Linked DNA regions of Sus scrofa: region 1 is linked to region 2. Evidence: chromatin contacts called from public targeted proximity ligation data. All regions are on one chromosome and are shown on one strand. The core of a region is the stretch at or near the end of the contact, and the rest is flanking DNA. Distances in the headings are between cores, read along the strand shown.

The links.
Region 1: a targeted proximity ligation map of skeletal muscle shows a contact between it and region 2. A contact is called at or near these places in 5 of 47 Hi-C or Micro-C datasets (heart right ventricle, liver, retroperitoneal adipose tissue and 1 more) and 2 of 2 datasets of targeted methods (alveolar macrophages and skeletal muscle).

The regions. Positions count from the first base shown.
Region 1 is chr5:89,478,969-89,481,821 of Sscrofa11.1, forward strand. It overlaps CRADD (death domain-containing protein CRADD), which reads right to left and starts at 1,446. Exons shown (of 5, transcript XM_021092769.1): 1 at 1,046-1,446. It overlaps LOC100738154 (a long non-coding RNA gene), which reads left to right and starts at 456. Exons shown (of 2, transcript XR_303634.3): 1 at 456-704.
Region 2 is chr5:89,426,376-89,429,204 of Sscrofa11.1, forward strand. The region is part of intron 2 of CRADD (death domain-containing protein CRADD); the gene reads right to left. Among named protein-coding and RNA genes, the nearest start is that of CRADD, 53 kb to the right of the region's middle.

The sequences.
Region 1 (2,853 bases), core at 196-2,695, 53 kb after region 2:
CGTGATGAACAGCCCTGAGCATGAATCATGCCCTTTGTTTTTGCTCTCTACATAGTGAGGTCCTAGCTCCAGTCTTGTTCCATAAAGAGATTGGGAAAAAAAGTGGATCAGAGACCCTACTTTAAAAGCAATTTTTTTCTGAGGATAACAGAGGAGCATTTCATTTTAGCATGCTTGAGAAGAAACAGTGCTTTTTATTTTAACATTGCCTTCATCAGAGATAACCCCATCACGGCAGAAACTGCTGATATCCATGTGGGTATCCTTTAGACCCAGGGCATGTGCCGAACCTGATCCGCAGTGGGGGTGAGGCCAGAAACCTGTGGGGGTACCATACGTTTAAGAATCTTTTTCACCAAGAGAAAAGGCCTTCAAGGAAAACATTAAACATTCCTGCCCAGTCTACAGTAAACCTTACACCTAATCACAGACTCCAGCCCTTCCCTGGAAGAATTCCAAACCTCCATCACAACACTGCCACGGCCACACATGCATGGGATATTTAATGGGTGTGTTTGTTTCCTTTAAAAGAAAAAAAAAAATGTCCACAGGCCATTGATGGCTTGCTTCCAAGACCACTGCAGCAGTGAACAGAGGGCCAGCCAGGAGAGTAAGTGGCGGAGAGGGGAGGCCGGGGCGGCCGACGGGGCTTCACAACACCCACAGAAAGTACCACCACAGCGGGCGACCCCGAGGGGCGGCAGGTAAGCAGGGCGGTGTGCACTTTGGGCAACTCCTACTCGTTTGGGACTTCGTTTTATTCCTTGCCCTGCCAGCTCAAGCTCTGTGGCATTAACAACAGGAAGAACTACGAAAGATTTTCTAGGCAACCTGACCCACTAAAAAGGGAGTGCTGGGAATGGTCTGCAGGGGAGCCCGAGGGGAGAGCGTCACCCCGTCACCCCGACCCCGCGGGCTCGGGGACGCCGCGAGCAAGTCACGGGGCGGGACGGTGGGGGGGCTTGCAGGGCCCAGGCTGCAGATGCCACGACGCGGGGTCTTTGAGAAAAGATGGATACGGGGGTTCTGGTTTCCTGTTACTTACGTCTGCAAACACGTATCTTTAAAAACAAAACAGAACAAACTGCAACCGGAATCCAGACAGTCAGGGAACCTGTACCATGGGCACCATCTTTGTTGAAGGCAAGAGCCCTGAACAGGAAGTGTTGTAGCCATCTTTGTTAAGGGCAAACACAGGAAGCGCTGTGGCCCTCTTTATTGGTGGCCCGAGTGTGTTCGGATGAAGCCTTTTCCGCCATGTTTGCTGTGGGTAAATACTGAAACCTTCTGGAGATGGAAAACGTACCTTCGCTTAGGAAAGGAGTCACTGGATAATTGTATTTTAACACAGTAACTCCACCAGGGCTTTGTACTCAATTGACGTAATAGATAGTCAGGTTTCGAAAGTTACCTTATCAGGGAGACCTTCCTTGATCACTCTTATTTAAATTTGCAACTTCCTGGAGTTCCTGTAGTGGCGCAGTGGCTAAGGAATCCGACTGGGAACCATGAGGTTGAGGGTTCGATCTCTGGCCTCGCTCAGCGGGTTAAGGATCCGGCGTTGCCCTGACCTGTGGTGTAGGTCGCAGAGGCGGCTGGGATCCCGCGTGACTCTGGCTGTGGCTTAGGACGGTGGCTACAGCTCCGATTACACCCTTAGCCTGGGAACCAACATATGCCGAGGGAGCAGCCCCAGAAAAAGCAAAAAGACAATTAAAAAAATAAATAAAATAAAATTGCAGCTTCCTCAACCATGCCTTTTAAAATTGCAATATTCACCTTCTGCCCTCCCCATCCCTCTTACAGCTTCATTTTATCTGAAGCACATATCACCATCTTACTAAAATTTTTACTTAATCATTCGTTTATCATGTTTCCCAGTCCATCCCCAACCCCTACCCCCCACTAATTGCAGTCATTCCTTTATATCACAAGGGTCTGCCCACAAAGAGTTTACAAGTCAATCAGGTAGGAATTCATTAAAGCAATCCGCGAGCTGTTCTGGACAGAAAGGCATTTGTCATGAGGCATTGAGGACTTTCACGATTATTAGAAAGACTGAAGATCTGAACATGGAAGAATGACTAGTAAACATCGGCAAACTGAATCAGAAATGGAAAGCAATTCTAAACCTCTTTGAAACGTTCTAATTTTTGTAACCACTTTAAAGTGTTACTATACCAATATGCCATTTTACTATGCCAGTGACACTATTTTTACATTGGGTGAAAAGTAGTATAATTAGCATTTTACATATGTGAGGACTGTGGAATCAAAGTGGTCAGGTGTCTTAACCAAAACCTCACAGCTAACAAATAGCAAAACCTGAGTTCATTCGCTCCGTCTGATTTCATGCTCTTTCCAGTATAGAGAACATCTCACATCCCTGTATGGTGAAAAGTCTGCTCTTCTAATGACAGAAAAATGCTAGTAAATAATTGGTGCCACCTCTACTCTTGATACTCTTGAGTAACAGGTATTGTCTCCACTCTCCTCTTCTTCTTTTGTTCTTTTGCTGTTCTTTTCTCAGAGAGTCTCCTTCTGTTTATGGACAGGTGTTAGCAACATTCCAGATAAAATGCAGAGTTCTTCTGACAATGCCAATAGCTGAGGTTACTGACTTTGGGGGGAGGAAAAAAAATTATTTTTTCCAACTGTAAAATTTGATAATTTTCAAACATATGATAAGGCTGAAACAATTATTAACACCACCAACTAAAAAAACCCATATAAAACTACCTATTTTTAAAACATGCCTAGAGTTCCCATCATGGCGCAGTGGTTAAGGAATCCGACTAGGAACCATGAGGTTGCGGGTTCGGTCCCTACCCTTGCTCAGTGGGTTAAGGATCC
Region 2 (2,829 bases), core at 41-2,540:
CCCTTTTATTGCTTCATCTCAAAGACCACTTAATATGGGAAATTCTGCCATTGCTCCTAAGCAGTTCAAAACATGATTTGCAAGGCATAAAGCAAGAACTGGAGCCCAAAATGTGGTTATCATTACTAAGAATCTAATCTCTTATCATGGTCTTCAAGTATGTATCACACTCACTAAAACATATGAAAAAATAATCATTTTAGGCTTTCATTATTCAGGGAGAATGAGAACCAAGGAGAGAACTGAATTTAATAAAAGGAGTAACATTTTAATAGAGTTCTCCAGCAATGTAATGGACTACCTCGAAAAGCAGTCAAAAATGTTATAAAAGAATTCTTACAATTCCATTTTCAAAATTGGCCTGAATGACCTCCACACTCTATTCCAACTCCAATTCTGTGATTCCATGAACGTAGTAACAGAGTTATGTTGGCTGCTGTAAGAATATCGGCATCATCAGAGCACTAGCTAAGCCACTATTGTTCTACGGTGAACCCATTAAATTTACCATGAGGTACACAGGGCAGGTCTCACAGCGACGGAAATTATTAGCATTCTAGGCTTCTACACAGGAATAACAATACGAATATACAAAAACGAAACTATTTTAAACGGCAGCCTTTTGGTTTGGATGGTGCAGAATTCCTCTCCCAAAGGGAAGCTGAGTTGCATCCCTCTGGTTCTGAAGTGGGAGAGAGAGTCCCGGCCCATCTGTCCCGAGATAAGGGCCCTGGAACACAACGCATTAACGTTCTGGCGTCGCACACGCACCTGACTCCACTATTACCGTTTGCTCCTTCAGAACAAAATCTGCGGCACCCGCTCATCTCACAAGGGCAGGACATTTCCCGGCACCCTGTGATTGCTAATTTACCGAAGATGGGCAGCAGCCTATTGCAAGGAATGCCAATGTTCCCGGTATGCTCTTTTCCGAACACAAACGCCAGTGTTTATGCAAGATTCACATGTCACTCAGGTTCATGTTTGGTTTGGTTTGGTCTGTTGCCTTGAGATGGGGTGCGTGTCCCTGGTTTTGGTGGAGTGAGGAAGAGCGGTCGCTTCATATTTACCTTTCACTGGGGCCAAATTGGACACATGGAAATAAACACGGCTTTCAAGGGTCCCTCCGTCACTACGGGTGCCGCCTTTGCGTCAGATGGAGGAAACCGAGGAAAACTGCCCAGTCACCCCCGGATCGCCCTCGGGGCGCCGTCGGGGTGGCGGGGTGACCAGGCTGCACAGGACCGCCGAGCGCCCCAGCCAAGCTCGCAGCTTATCTGCTGTTCGCGCAGCGCCACCGCCCTCACCAGTTCCTAGAGGAGGGATTCTGAGAAAAAAGAAAGAGCCTGGTTCCCTAGAAACATTAAATTAACACAAGAGATCTGGAAACGAAACAGCAGATGCCTGAAAGCCTTCCCCTTGACTGCTTCCTGCCTTCTTGGAAAATCTTTGCATTAAAATAGATTGGATTACTCTGCGCAGCCAGATGCTGCCCGAGAACTTCGTTTTAGGGGAACACGAAAGCCAAGTTTGCCATCTTTCAAAAAGATTTTTCTTTCCGAGGCGGTTTGAATAGTGTGTTTGGGTGGTGGACCTCGGCTAGGACCTGACGCTGAGGCTGTCTGCATGACAATAGAGACTTTCCATAACATTGACTCGCAAATCAGATAACAAAAAGCAGGGCGTGTGGAGTAGAAAGGTAGAGCTTTGCAAGGAGTGCTAAGAGTTCAGAAGTGGAGATTCAAGTCTCCGGAAACTGACTAGAAGGAGCACGGTCCGGCCCCCTTATTTCATAAGGGAGAAAATGATCTGTTTTATCTGTTAAGCCTGTTTGCTTTGATCCCAGCTATGAGAATACACAAAAAATAAAACTAACAGCATTTCCAAAGAGTCAAAACCAGAAGGAGAAAGACATGAGGAATATTGTATTCGCCTCGTCATTCTAAAACCCCATGCAAATTAATCTTATATAATTTATATTCGACCCTCTCTGCAAATTAATCTCATATAATTTATATTCGAGCCAGGATTAATAGCCACACACTTTGAGAAGAGTTGGTCTGAAGAACATAATGTATTACACTTACATGGCATCTTTACTTTCATATTTAAAGTCTTGGTGGCTGAGAAAAAGATCCAAGGCTTCCTGTGAGATATCAAGATTTTACAAAGGAAGTAAGGTTTTTACTGTAGTAGCACCTTCCTTGATATATATTTTTTTTCATAATGATTTTTATTTTTTCCATCAGAGCTGGTTTACAGCGTTCTGTCAATTTTCTACTGTACAGCAAGGGGACCCAGTTACACATACATGTGTACATTCTTTTTTCTCACATTATCACGCTCCATCGTAAGTGACTAGATGTAGTTTCCAGTGCTATACAGCAGGACTGCCTTGATACTTTAACTTTTTCTCCTGCTAACCTTTAAGGTGAGACTCCATACATCATTAACCACTATTCTACACGCATCGTGCTTTCTAGTAAACTAGACAGCAACCTGCAGTCCTAAAAGGATTCTATGCTTATCCCAAATTTGGGAACATAAGATGGGGAGGAAGTATATTACATGATATCCTGAACAAAAATAAAATTAAATATCTTTGCCTAAGCATGAAAGCAGCAAAATTCATTTTAAAGCAACTCAGTCACACAGAATCATTTCATCTGTAATAGGGCAAGTAAGTAGAACAACTCCAAGAGAAGAGCAGCCCTGAGTATTTCTGTTTCAACAACTCACTGGGGATACACAAAATCTATCATTCCTCCCTGATACATGAAAAACTAGAGGGCAAGTTCAGAGCAACTTCGGTGCTCTCGAGGCTAACGG